Linked DNA regions of Drosophila melanogaster: region 1 is linked to region 2. Evidence: chromatin contacts called from public Hi-C data. All regions are on one chromosome and are shown on one strand. The core of a region is the stretch at or near the end of the contact, and the rest is flanking DNA. Distances in the headings are between cores, read along the strand shown. Region 1 holds the start of CG7627. Region 2 holds the start of CG8086.

Region 1 (6,334 bases), core at 1,494-3,993, 100 kb before region 2:
GTTCCTTGTCATCCCTTAGGTTAGCTGGAACTCTCATCCACAACAACTTGGCATCAGCCCTGTAGCACAAGATTAAAATATGTATTTCTTTTATATCAATCACTTACAGTTTGTTTTGATAGAGGTAAATAGCAAGTAATTGCTGGTAGACTTCAGCTCCCAGTTCGACTTGCTGTAAAAGTATGGTTTTCTAGAATTCCATCTGTAGTGAATATATTAAACGATCACTCACCTCAAATTCCTCGTTCTCAAGCCGCTCCACTACTTCACTATATTTATTTAAATGCATTTTATTGGTAAATTCTTGGTCGGGAAACAATAATGTGACCGTTTAGCGTGCTGCAAGAAATGAAACCTTCCCAAAGCACTCCTGTGCTTGTGTAGAGTCTAGCTGACAATAGTATACATATATCGATAGCTAAATGAATTATTTTTACACAAATTAGCTTTCTATTTCCCTTTAATAAATCCTGTAATAGTCACTTAAAGTAAAGTTTTGAATATCACAACATATTGTAAGCGCATTAAAAAAAATATCGCTAAGCATCCCGTTATCGATAGCTGCTTTGACAGGTCTCCACATCGTAGAGCTGTCAACGTGCCAAAAGTCTCCACCTTCTTTTCGGTGTCAAAAACTAGACTATCAAGATGGGTCGTATGCACGCTCCTGGGTAAAAATGAAATTTTTCATTGTTTTCGATGCCTGTGTGCCAAGCTGAATGCATGCAAAATGTGTCTGCCGTGCGGGTTGAACGAATGAATGTGTTTAATGCGTTTCTACGGTGGTTTTAGTGTGTTAATTATCGACCGCAAAGGCAAGCACATGGTGCAGACGTATTCGCATTTGACAGGCGCCGCCATAAACGCGTACTAACATTTGTGTATTTCGTTCACAGCAAGGGTATTTCCCAATCAGCCCTCCCCTACAGACGCACTGTCCCATCCTGGCTGAAACTGAACGCAGATGATGTCAAGGAGCAGATTAAGAAGCTGGGCAAGAAGGGTCTGACTCCCTCCAAAATCGGTGAGCACTGCCGAGTATGTTGTTGTTTGAGGTTATGTTAATCCGGAATCCGGTTTTTACAGGCATCATCCTGCGTGACTCGCACGGAGTTGCCCAGGTGCGTTTCGTCAACGGAAACAAGATCCTGCGCATCATGAAGTCGGTGGGTCTGAAGCCCGACATTCCCGAGGATCTGTACCACATGATCAAGAAGGCCGTCGCCATCCGCAAGCACTTGGAGCGCAACCGCAAGGACAAGGACGGCAAGTTCCGTCTGATTCTGGTCGAGTCCAGGATCCACCGCCTGGCCCGCTACTACAAGACCAAGAGCGTCCTGCCCCCCAACTGGAAATACGAGTCGAGCACTGCCTCCGCCCTGGTTGCCTAAGTTCTTGATTCGCTAGTTGGTAGTTTGTTTTCAAGTCTTGCGGGGTCCTACATTTCCATCAATGTACAACCAATAAACCCAACAAATAAAACTGGAAATCGGAACTATTTTATAGACTAAACAAATTATGTGTGGTTTATTTACTTCAATAATTTCCAGTAATCTGCTTCAATGATTTCCAAACTCAAACTTGATACTATTTACCTGTGGCTAGCTTTAATTCAAATTCAGCGGCATCTCCAATAATGGAACTTTGTGAAACAGCTTAAAGGATGTGGACTAAAACCCAAAATGCTTTTAAATACATATGTGCAGCCCAGTCTGGGTGTTTCATACCGGAATACTTTTAGGAACAACATGATATATTCATTTTGAAAGTGCGCTTTGGGGAATGCTTTTAAGTATGTATTGATCATCGATTATGCCTTAATTGTTAGAGCTGAACGTATGTTTTTATTCCTGGTGTGTTACAACGTTATTTCCCAATTAAGGGGGTGTTTTAAATTTCGAAATGGAGATTAGGCGCAATAATTTAAAAAACACCTATCGAAATAACGAAATTGGAATGTTCCACTCCTTTAACATTCACTTGTTGCATGGTTTTCAGCAAGAAACTGCAAATCACATATGTACATAAATATATACAAATGTTTGTATGTATGTGCCACACTAGGGGGCACACAGGTAACAATTTTACAGTGGTACTTCTTTAACGTGAATAGCTGAGGATGTTAAAACCCTGATGGCCTCTTATCGCGTTTTCAATTTCAAATACATGCATGTATTTATATGTGAGGGGGAGAAGTGGACAATAATGTTATTGATTAACATTAATATTTTTGTGAAAATCAAACGGTTATCGCGCTTCCGTTATAAATCTTATTGTCAATAATCCTAAGTAGATTAAAATTGGAAATTCACATACTTACATTATATGTACTACTGTATGCTATATATACATACATACAACTAATAAGAAATTTTGTTGAGATGGTTTCATGTTTAAAAGCCCGATTGGAGTTGGAGTTTGTCTTGGGATGATGGAAAAAACTACCTAACGATGATGCTATACACAGTGCGCTCTCAGAACAGCGAAATAACTAAGATAACGCACCGGTCATACATAAAGTGTTGTGTCTGGTAAAATGTTATATAGAGTTAAATCCTCGATACAGAATTAATACAGATATCAAATTTCTATGCAACTTGCTTAAAACTAAAACTATTTCTAAAGGAAGGGAGCAATAACTATGGCGGTTGAAGCTAGGCAGACTCTACTGTAGCTCGGGAGCGCCTGGGGTTGGGGGTGAATTTCGTATTTAGAGCCGATAGCCGCCGAAACCGAAACCGCCAGTGTTCAGAATTCAGCATTCAGTAGCCTGCTGCTCTTTCTGGCGCTCGGACCGAAGTTTGTTTTATTATTTACAATATCTGTATATAGTTTTTGTGTTGCTTTGCCGGGTCTTCTATCGCGATTTTCTCACGTTCGCCAGCAACAATAACCATATTGTTGAATGTAAACAATATTGAAACAAAAGTACGTACATAGTACATGGGATTTGCAAGCAATGGCAATTATTTTAATTGTGCGCTCGCCGATTGCTTGGTAATTTGTGTGCCTGAAAAAATCCATGTGATTAGATAATTTACAGACAAACGAAAAACCATCGATGCGGCCTTTATCTGTGCGCAATTATTGTTTCTTGGCCGATAAGTGTAATGTACATTTGCATTTGTACATTTGGATAAAAGTTTCCCTTTTTTTGTGCCACCAACAACGTGGTACGTCTCGCACACCCGCACATAAATATATAGATATTTACATATGTACATACATACTTATATTCCGAATGGTTAAACGGTAAATGCTCGAAGTGCTTATTCTGGGCGGGTGTGAGTGGAACAGGGAGAAAGTGAGAAACAGACAATTACAGTAGATCCCAATTGTGAGATATACGAATTACAAATTGTTTAAGCCCTTCAACTGTTAAGTTACAGAGCTTATAGAAGGATATTAAAAGCCGGTAAAACAGAGGCTATTTTTAGAATCTTTTATATGTATGTGCCTATAAATAAGGGATTAGTCTTTTCGCCGCCTGATGAAATCAACGAATTATTCATCCAAAAACATTAAACTATAAATAAATATCTCTACTGTAATTTAGAAAAGCGACTTTTGCTACTTTAGAATGTAAAACATGTGCACTGTGTAACATGCACTGTTACCAGTTGTTTACTGTACTGCAAAATGGCAAACGCGTGTTTGGTTTTAGGGAACCAAACCCCTCTTCAACATTGCTGCTTCCCTGGGCCCGTCGTTACAGCAAGCCCTATTATGACGAACTACAAACTCATGAGCCAACCGCCCTTGTCACCCAAACCCATGGGTTTTCCACTAAAAAATAAATAGTACGTCGACTTTCTTGGAGTCGCCAAGCCAACGTCAATACGTAGCGTTGATAAATGAAACGACAATGTTTGTTTGATTAAGATGTGCCGTGTTTGTGCTCATATCGACTTTTGTTTTAGAACCACTCAACAGAATTACATATTTCCCTTATCCAATACAGCTCAGTTCATTCTTTATCTATTACGCTGCTTATACACCCTTTTTTATTTCAGTTTCTTTAGAGGCAGTAGAACATGCAGTCGCTGAAAACGGCAGATTTGCCGGAAAATCCCCGGGAACATTGCAATTTTATTTCGGCAGCATGTTTTTGGTGAGCATAGTAACTACACATTTAATGTAAACCTATTAATGGCCTTAATTTATTAACAATATACGTAGGTACACCATGCCGACTTTTATCAAGGGTCGGAAACGCACATTGGATACCAAGGATCTTTACAGAGCCTTAAAAGAGCACAAATCTGGTATGGTGAAATTCTTATTATGATTCACCAAATGGTGAATTGCGAAATTCTAAATCGATATAAGCATAAATACATCAATGGAGACATTTTATTATCTGTGCAAGTCATAGTTGTGCATGAAAAACAGTAGATAATGAAGTGATCACTCCACATGTCTTTACTTCAATCAGACTTATATTTTCCGAACGCACTGTATGTAGTTATCATGGGAACAATTCATTTTACTGATCGATGCACGTACATTGTACATAGTATGTTCGTTGACCGTCTTAATTGATTTGCTTTATGTCTTCAATTGTTTCTACGATTTTGTGTTTCTTTTTTCCCAATTGATAATTGTGTCTCTGGGTAATTGTTGTTTTCGTAATCCGAATTTATTGGGTCTCTTATCTGTGATTAAATTGTGTTAATTTGTGCAATTTTTCCAGAGACTCTGGGGAACAAATTGTGCGCTTCCTGGGAATTGGAACTTGAGAAGACCAAAGGAAAGCCCAATTTGTTGAGAGCCCTTCTGCGAGTTTTTGGCTGGTACTTCGCACTGCTTGGCCTGGTGCTTTTCCTGCTGGAATTGGGTCTTCGAACGCTTCAGCCAATCTTCCTGCTGAAACTCATCGCCTACTACACACATGGCTCGGAATCGATTGAATCGGCCTATTACTATGCAGCTGGAGTGATCCTGTGCAGTGCCCTCAATGTCATTATAATGCATCCCTATATGCTAGGCACAATGCATGTGGGTGAGTCAAGTGTTCTCCTTCTAAAGAGTCATATTATTTTGTACATAAGTCAAATATAACCAAAATAAGGATGGTATATTCTTAACACCCGATGTATCATTCTACAAGCTAATAAGCTAAAAAAATAATTTATGCCGTGTCAACGATTTTAACTATTGTAGAGAATGTCTTAATTAATCTATTTGGTAATTCCCCTAATTCGTTTTAAACGATGTCGGCGTATAAAAAAAGTGACAAAAAATTAGCAATCTGGATTTAATTAGGTAATCGTCCCACTTAGTGTCTGGTTGTTAAATAAAAGGGTTTGAAGCTTTATTTGCGATACGATATTAAATTTTTTAAACTATTTGCTGATACTATTGCAGGACTCAAGATGCGCGTTGGTATGTGCAGCATGATCTACCGCAAGGCGTTACGGCTGAGTAAGTCGGCGTTGGGAGACACCACAGCTGGACATGTGGTGAATCTTATGTCCAACGACGTGGGACGTCTCGATCTGGCTACCATATTCGTACACTACTTGTGGGTGGGACCGCTGGAGACCCTCTTTATCACATACCTAATGTACCGTGAGGTGAGAAAAGCGATAATCTTTTGAACCCAAAATATCACGATTAAGAAACCCAAATTTTTTTACAGATTGGAATCGCTGCTGTGTTTGGTGTGGCCTTCATGTTGCTGTTCATCCCCCTGCAGGCGTATCTGGGAAAAAGAACATCGGTGTTGCGACTCAGAACCGCCTTACGCACGGATGAAAGGGTACGGATGATGAACGAAATCATCTCGGGCATTCAGGTGATTAAAATGTACGCATGGGAATTGCCATTCGAACATATGGTGGCCTTTGCCCGTAAGAAGGAGATAAATGCCATCCGCCATGTGTCCTACATCCGTGGAATTCTGCTCTCCTTCATCATCTTTCTGACGCGTGTCTCAATTTTCCTGAGTCTGGTGGGATATGTTCTGCTCGGGACGTTCCTAACCCCGGAAGTGGCGTTCTTGATCACAGCCTACTACAATATCCTGCGTACCACTATGACGGTGTTCTTTCCCCAGGGCATTTCCCAAATGGCGGAGACCCTGGTGTCCATTAAGCGTGTCCAGAAGTATATGCAGTCCGACGAGACGAATGTGATGGATATGAGTGTGGATCTTACCGAGGATTTCCAAGGAAGCAATCAGGAAACGGTTCATGCCGATGGAGATGAGGAGCGCGACGAAGCTGAGGATAAGCTTTTAGGTCCACCAATTGCCACTGTTAATGAGAACGCCAAGTTGTCGGAGGCGGGAATCTCTATTAGCGGACTTATGGCCAAATGGGATGTTAACTCC
Region 2 (7,173 bases), core at 511-3,010:
AAACGCAAACCAAAAGCGCATTTTGTAAAACTTTTTGATACAGCATTTTGATACGAGATACGAACTATACACAGAAACCGCAAAGGTTTGTCTATGTTTATATGAATGTGGTAGCTAGTAAGCGTCCTTCGTACGACTATACATATGTAGCATTAGTCGCTCCACAAAACTGATCATGTCTATACGTGATGATGATTCCTTTTGCTGAGCGGAGTGGCAGATTGGAGATTGGAGAGTATCCGCCTGCCCATCTGCAAAATCCTTGCAGTAGCCACTATCCAGACTGCGGTCTACATATGCAATCTACAAAAAATTACACTACTAACTTATAATACGCGGCTTAGTTGATTTCTTGCGCCTATGCATATAGAGCTATATATAAATACATACGATAAACATATAAATACGAAATACGTCTATTGCCATGAAAACCCAACCCCAGAAATATAAAAACAAAACCAAAAATCATCAACGTGATATTGCTAATAAAAGAACCGAAAATACTGCAGCTCTTCTCTGATGTTTTATGCATAGTTGGGGAGTTTCGTGCAAATCAAAATAACTAAAAACTTCAACTGTCTTCAAAGTGGCAGTGACATGTTGTCAACAATATTCATATCACAGCCAGCTTTGAGGAGCGTTGCGGTTTTTCTCGTCCGGCGACTTAAGGAAACATTCTAAGTGGATGATATTTTATACAAAAAATATAATATAAATCTAATTTCACGCTTAAATAATTTTTTTATAACTTGCTTGCTTGCTATTGAGCCTGAAAATATGCCACATAATTATGGAGGTCTGAAAAAAAAAGAATATCTTTCTACTGGATTTTGGTTTTTAAATAGTGGTTTATATTGCTTAATGGCCTACTATTAGGATATAAATGAATAAACAAACAAAAATTTATCAAAATAAAATTGTAAAATATTTTTATATGGTCTAAATCTAGATGGGTTTTGGATAAATAAGAAAGTTAAGTATTGTTTTGAACATCACTCCCCTTTCTGCCCCAAAAAAAAACACAACTATACCAATTTTGCACCAAACGATTTTCCAATACAAATCATGCCAATAATTTGTCATGCTTCATTAGGCATGTGTGTGGGTGAAGGCTGTCTGTGTGCCACCGCAGCAGTGGTCCATAGATTGTTGGGTCGGCGGGGCGGATTGATTTGTCGGAGGCAAGATCGCGGTCTCGCATTACATAACCACAATCGAGCGGCATTATTTGTTGGTGAGCACGGCCATAAATAGGCCTCTCGATGAGCGCAAACCCAGTCGAATTACAGATAGTCAATGAGCCATTAAGATACGATTGAACCGTGGGCAGGAGACCGGGGGCAATGTCTATCTAAGGCGACCTTCTCCTAGATACGACTTTCTTAAAATGTAAATGAGCCAATTAAATGGAAATCGATTTCAGGAAATATGTTTTGGGCGGGGAAATTCTACCCGACACCACTCCCAGAAAGTTTATTTGAATATTTTGCTGAAAATATAAGTGATGAGCATATACATTTTTTCTAAAACTACTTCTTAATTGATATTAAATAGAGTTTGAAGCTCATGTCTCACCACAAATCAATCAAAATCCTTAGCCAAATAACAGAGGAGACTCATGTTAACTCTTACGTCGACTGTTAACGCCAACGCGGTGGCTTACGTGACGTCTTGCATTCGTTACGTCGAAAATTTGAAACGAAAAGCGAGCGTTAGCGACTTGGTGCCGCAGTTTCTGTTCGACAGCTCTCGAGTGCGGTTCTAGCTAGCTCTCTTCTCTTTCACTGAAACAAACTCAGCTCATAGCGGCCAATCCAATCGGTATAAATAAATCAGCAAAGTGTGTTTTGTTTTGAAAACCTCTAGTAGACTTCAAACGCCAGTCGGCAGACCGACACTCGAAAGCGGCTGTCACTTGAACCCAATCAACGAACGAATCAACGAAATAATAAATCAGCCACGAAACCCAACTACAATAACAACGAATATAGCAATCTCTTTCGGGTGAACAGATGTTTTGAATATCGCCCAAAAATCGCGACTAATCCTGGCAAGGACTGTATGCACTACGCGCTATTAGCACCGCAATAAAGTGAAGTTTTTTACTGTGTAAAAGAAAGTTACGGAAATCACACGATACAACGGAAACAGGACGAGATACCCGAAATCGTAAAGTAGCCTGCGGTAAGGATAAACTGGAGTAGGCGTTAACCAAGTCAGGTGGAGCCCGACCGGAGCAGCCAGTGGGATTGCGTGCTGACCCGACCCCAAAGTTCATTGACTGTCTGTCTGTCTAACTATTGGCATTTCCTGGTGGCATAGGGCTAGGTTTCCCCACCGCCAGTCAGCTGTTCTGCTCCGCCCCCAAATAAATCCACCCAGCTCCTCCCATTGTTTAGTCAATGACACTCGCGTTCCCGTATTGATGTCACTTGTTGGCATAGATGTAACCCTTCCGCGGTTCTTGATACCTTTACTTCACTTGTCCCACGAAGCCCATGACATCAGCTCTAATAACCGGTCGACCCGAGTCAGCAGCTCATTTTTCAAAGTCACTGATTATGGCGCAGGCACAACACAAAAGCGCGTTGGCCAAAAACAAAAAAAAAAAAGATACAAAATAGCGAAGTAACGAATGGTAAAAGGTTAAATAGAAAAGTAAGCTGCTAAGGGGAAATGCAATAATCGCTAAATAAATATTTATAAAATGACCCAAACGGATATTTATGTATCCAAACATGCAAATTGTGTCAGCAGCAGCCAGTGATCTCAGGCTCTAGAATTTGGAAACGGATGTGTGATGGTCCCCCATTAAATTTAGTAATTATCAACAGCTATTTGAAAACATTGGCCTTGTGCCTTGAGAACCAAGTTTCAGTGAGGGTTTGCCAATTTTTCCCGCCTCATTTCCCAGCTTTCTCTTGGTTTTCAAAGCCAAAACACGTTCGCGCTGCAGAGCACCGAGAATGTTGAGAAACTTAATTAGATTTGGACGATCGCAAACTAGTTCACACAGCTGACGTCAGTCGGTCTTGGCGTTTTTATCACAATCACGAGAGTTCAGTTTTGCTTCTTGGCTCTCATGTTTTCATTTACCAGCTCTTTTCGGCCTTTTTGGCCTTTTGCCGGCTGGCTCACTCACTTGTTGTCGTTTTCTGTTTTTGGAAAGGAATTGCTCAACTTGTTCGGCGTTAATTAAACTTTTACAAAAAAAAAGAGGCAATAGTTAATAGAGACAGCACACGAATTATGGCTATTTGGCTGTATGTCTATATATCGCGGAGTCATGGAGTTTCTGCGTGGGTCGATCTGCCGTCTGGAAACCCAATTCCGAACTGGCTTTTTCGGACAACTCAATGTGGGCTAAAGGAAACGTCGGCCGCCGTATTTGGGCGTAAAAGCCCCCAAGTTGGCCGCCTGGAAATTGTCTAAATTTTGGGAATGAGCTCATATTTAATTCGCAGTTTTGGAGAGCGTGAAATGAAGTCGAAAGAACATAAAAACGTTTTCACTGAGTTGAGATGATTGTTGATCATGTCAGAGATACAGATACCTCACAATTAGTAAATAAGGGGGGTATATCGATACATGGTCCATCGATGATTAAAAATGATTATGTGATTAAAAACTGTTGAAATATTTATACAATTTGAAACATTATTTCCATGTTAAGGAATCTATATTAGGCATTCTTTCACTTATTTCGAACCTATGCTATTATATTCAATCAAAACAGATTAGTAAACACAACTTCACTTACAGGGTATTTCAGTTTTATGGCTGAGGCTACCTACAGCTTTTATTTATATTTTTAGAGTGAAAATCACAAATTAAAGCTGACGCGTTGTTTTCGTCACGGGTGCAGAGTCATCGGGTCAACTGTGAGAATATCAATTTAAATCAAACAGAAACACATCATCATAAACAAATCACCGAAGGTCACAGAGATAATGCTAAAATATTTGCTGAAACTCTCTGTAACTAATAATGAATGCCAGTTTTTGTTATTCACAAAATGCAAGCAAATATTTATAGCGAGAAAGAGAGATCGAAAGTCGAGTGTGTGGGGGCGATTTTAATAAACTATATAGTTTAGCCGGTTTATACACTGACCCCCGTGCATAGATTATCGAGCATCACCATCTATAATTTGATTACTGAAATCTGATCGCCACATGCAAATTGATTGCATGAGCCAACGCTCTATTAACGTGATTAAATGCGACCTCCTGAACGGGCGAACCAAACATTATTCAATTGAAGTTGCACTCGGAAAAATAGCACACACTATTTGGTGGTGGCAATAACTTGGCTGATAAATTAAAGTCATATATAAGGCATACATGATTTTGTATTTTGAACCCCTTTTTTAATGGTTTATAGAAAAAAGCGTGACAATCAAATGCAATATCTTATGTTTTGAAATTTTCTGTTCTACTATATGCTTCCAAAATCTTGACAGTTATGCTTTTATGTATAAGATGACTATTATTCAATCACAATTTTCTTTCACAATTAAGCTTAATATATTTTTAGATTTTTAATTGATCTCTTTTCGATGCCATATGTGCATATTAAGACAGATTTCCTTCAATGCGAGCAATGTGGGTGGGTGGCCAAGACTCTTTGTCTGACAGATGTCTGAGTTTGTTGGCTCAGCTGCCGGCTCTGATTCATCGTTAGATTTTCAGTTTTCTTCGCTGATCTTGGCCTCGAACAGCAATTGAACAGGCGGTACGGTGTGTGGGCTTTCCAACCTCATGATGGTGATGTAAGAGTCGCCTTATAAGACCGCCTGATGACTGCCTGCCTTGCGAAGAGAACATTGTTTTTTGTACATAAATACATACATATGTATATGTGAATTGCATGCGAGGTCAGGAGTCATATGTAGCAAGTAACAAGTGCGGCTGGCGGGAAAAGTGAAGCCTTTCTTGGCAGCAGAACGACGGCTTTATTGGCCCTGTTAACAGCCAGGCCACGCCCCCTAACATTGTTTGTAATTATTTACACAGGCTGGCGAATTTTCACGGCCAAAAGAAGTGGCACGCTTCGCATTTCTTTTGGGTCCTGGGTTTGTTTTTGTTTTGGTTCATGCAATTGTCGGCCATAAGTCATTAAAAGTAATCGTTTTGTTGGCTTACATGCCCCACAAAATGGGCAGCATTAGCACTTAGCATACTCCCCTTCGTTTCGTTTCGTTTCGCTTCGATTCGGGACACAACCTTGTTGACCAGACCCCAAATCTCGGCGCCCGTCGAATTCGTATCCGTATCCAAATCCAGCCCCATATCGATTACATGCCCAAATGCCTGGTTCCTGGCGCTAAAAAGGTGGAAAGGTGGAAAGTTGGTAAGGTGGAGCGTGGTTGGAACTCCTGATACCAGCTGGTACCGGTCTGTTTTCCGATGTCTGCCCGCCTGTCGATGGGCAACACTTGGTGTCCCGTGTGCTGAGCTGTGAAAAGAAGGTCGTCACCCAGGGCAGCAGCAGGTTTTGGGGAATACGAATGTTGTTGAGGGGGGCCTCTCATTAAAATATTCATTTTGTCTAGCTCCTAACTAGCTGGAAACACTTTTATTGTGCACTTCTTTTGTTACGACTTAGTGGTAATCATATGTATAATAAAATTGTCTACCGTGGTAACTGCATTAAAATTCATTTGGTTTTCTCTTCGTATTTTATTGTTCCCTTTTTATAGGGAAATTCAATTTAAAGGGTGAAGCTCAATATATGCTAGATATATTTAGGCACCTTTACAAACTTCGATTACATATATAAATTATTGCTCTCTATTCAAAATCAAATACAACTGAAAGGCAAAGACATAATAAGACTGTAATTTAAGTTTCTTAACTTTATTTTGGTTGCACTGCAAACCCCTGCAACTTTTGTGCCTGCCACTGACGCCCAAGAATTACGAGCCTACCGCAAAGTTATTGCCATTGTTTGTATTTCGTGCGGCGCAACAAATTCGCGGCTCGAACAGAAGGAACCTGCAACAAATGCCGAGCAACAGCCACTGCAGAAGAAGGAGAAGAAAAAGAGTGACAGCCGCCACACGACACGCCCCCATCCACTGAATCCATTCGCCCATGGATGGTATGAATATGTGGAGCTACACGCCTGGTTATTAGCCGCCCCATCGGAATTGGCCCAGAAAGTTCGAAACAAATGCCAGACGATTGATTTTTGTGTCATCGACTTGGCTGTTGGAGTAGGACGAAATTTGGATTATTAGGTTACCCAAGTTTGGGGGTCGAAGTATAGATTTCAGTAGTCAGCCTATCACCCACTCACACGTGTAAATGTCAGCGAAGGGAGTTCAGTAAATTTGGTCTTTAACTTTTTTTTTTTACATTGGGGCACAATTTTCAGACTTCGATACTACTAAGCCTAAAAACAGCAAGATGAACAAGGTGGTTTCTTGAAGATCTAAATAACTAATGGATTTCTTAATATTGTTGTTTGTTTTCCCCTTTTTAGGTCGAGTTCAAAAACAAGAACAAGGATCAGGGACCCTGCGCCCGCGTGCGTAAGATTCGTCCAATTAACATGGGCGGCAACGTGGAGCAGCGTCCTTGGACTCCAACTGTTAGGATCGGCAAGATCGCCGCCGAGACCACCAATCCGGGTCCAGCCACTGTCCAACTTCCAACCTTGATAGGTAAGCTTAAGATTGGTTTAATGTTCCTGCAAATATAACTTATTGAAAATCCCACATTTAGGCAGCAAAGTTCCCGACTCCAAGAAGAAGGCCGCACCCTCGTACTCCTTTGGCCACAAGTTGGGCGGAAAGTATGACACCTCCGGACCGGGTCCGGCGCAGTACAATGTTACGGGTATGCGAGCCAAGGGTCGGGATTATCCTCGAGCAGCCACTCTGCAGAGCAGACCCAAGGAACTAACACGCTTCTCGAATCCCGGACCTGGGGAATACGATGTGGTGCCGGCGGCCAAGGCGGTGATCGATGCCACGCCCAAATACACTTTTGGCCAACGGCCGGTCGCGTTGAAAACCTTCCAGATACCAGGTGAGTCTCGGTCTTCTTCCACTGGTGTTTGAATGGTGTTTTTGGACCTGATGTTGGATTTTGGAGTTGGATCTGAAAATTGACTTTGAATTTGGCGTTGAATTCGGTGTTTGTTGCGGGCTGGTGCTGTTTTTTTTTT

What was found. A called contact is a pair of places that touch in the nucleus more often than the background predicts.
Region 1: a contact with region 2 is called in a Hi-C map of the Kc167 cell line, with 1.9 times the contacts expected there. A contact is called at or near these places in 12 of 107 Hi-C or Micro-C datasets (the Clone 8 cell line, the D17-c3 cell line, the Kc167 cell line and 4 more).

Annotation. Positions count from the first base shown.
Region 1 is chr2L:8,358,878-8,365,211 of dm6, reverse strand. It overlaps CG7627, which reads left to right and starts at 2,743. Exons shown (of 10, transcript NM_001259014.2): 1 at 2,743-3,173; 2 at 4,014-4,111; 3 at 4,180-4,265; 4 at 4,694-5,002; 5 at 5,368-5,576; 6 at 5,642-6,334. The coding sequence starts at 4,035. It overlaps RpS13 (Ribosomal protein S13), which reads left to right and starts at 550. Exons shown (of 3, transcript NM_001298818.1): 1 at 550-671; 2 at 897-1,024; 3 at 1,087-1,735. The coding sequence starts at 649. The coding sequence ends at 1,391. CSN8 (COP9 signalosome subunit 8) reads right to left here and starts at 357. Exons shown (of 4, transcript NM_164809.5): 1 at 233-357; 2 at 108-172; 3 at 1-59. The coding sequence starts at 289.
Region 2 is chr2L:8,252,089-8,259,261 of dm6, reverse strand. It overlaps CG8086, which reads left to right and starts at 1,760. Exons shown (of 11, transcript NM_205928.4): 1 at 1,760-2,184; 2 at 6,487-6,667; 3 at 6,729-7,034. The coding sequence starts at 6,556. It overlaps Btk (Bruton tyrosine kinase), which reads left to right. Exons shown (of 13, transcript NM_001103651.3): 13 at 1-889. It overlaps mir-2b-1 (mir-2b-1 stem loop), which reads left to right and starts at 570; the gene lies at 570-646.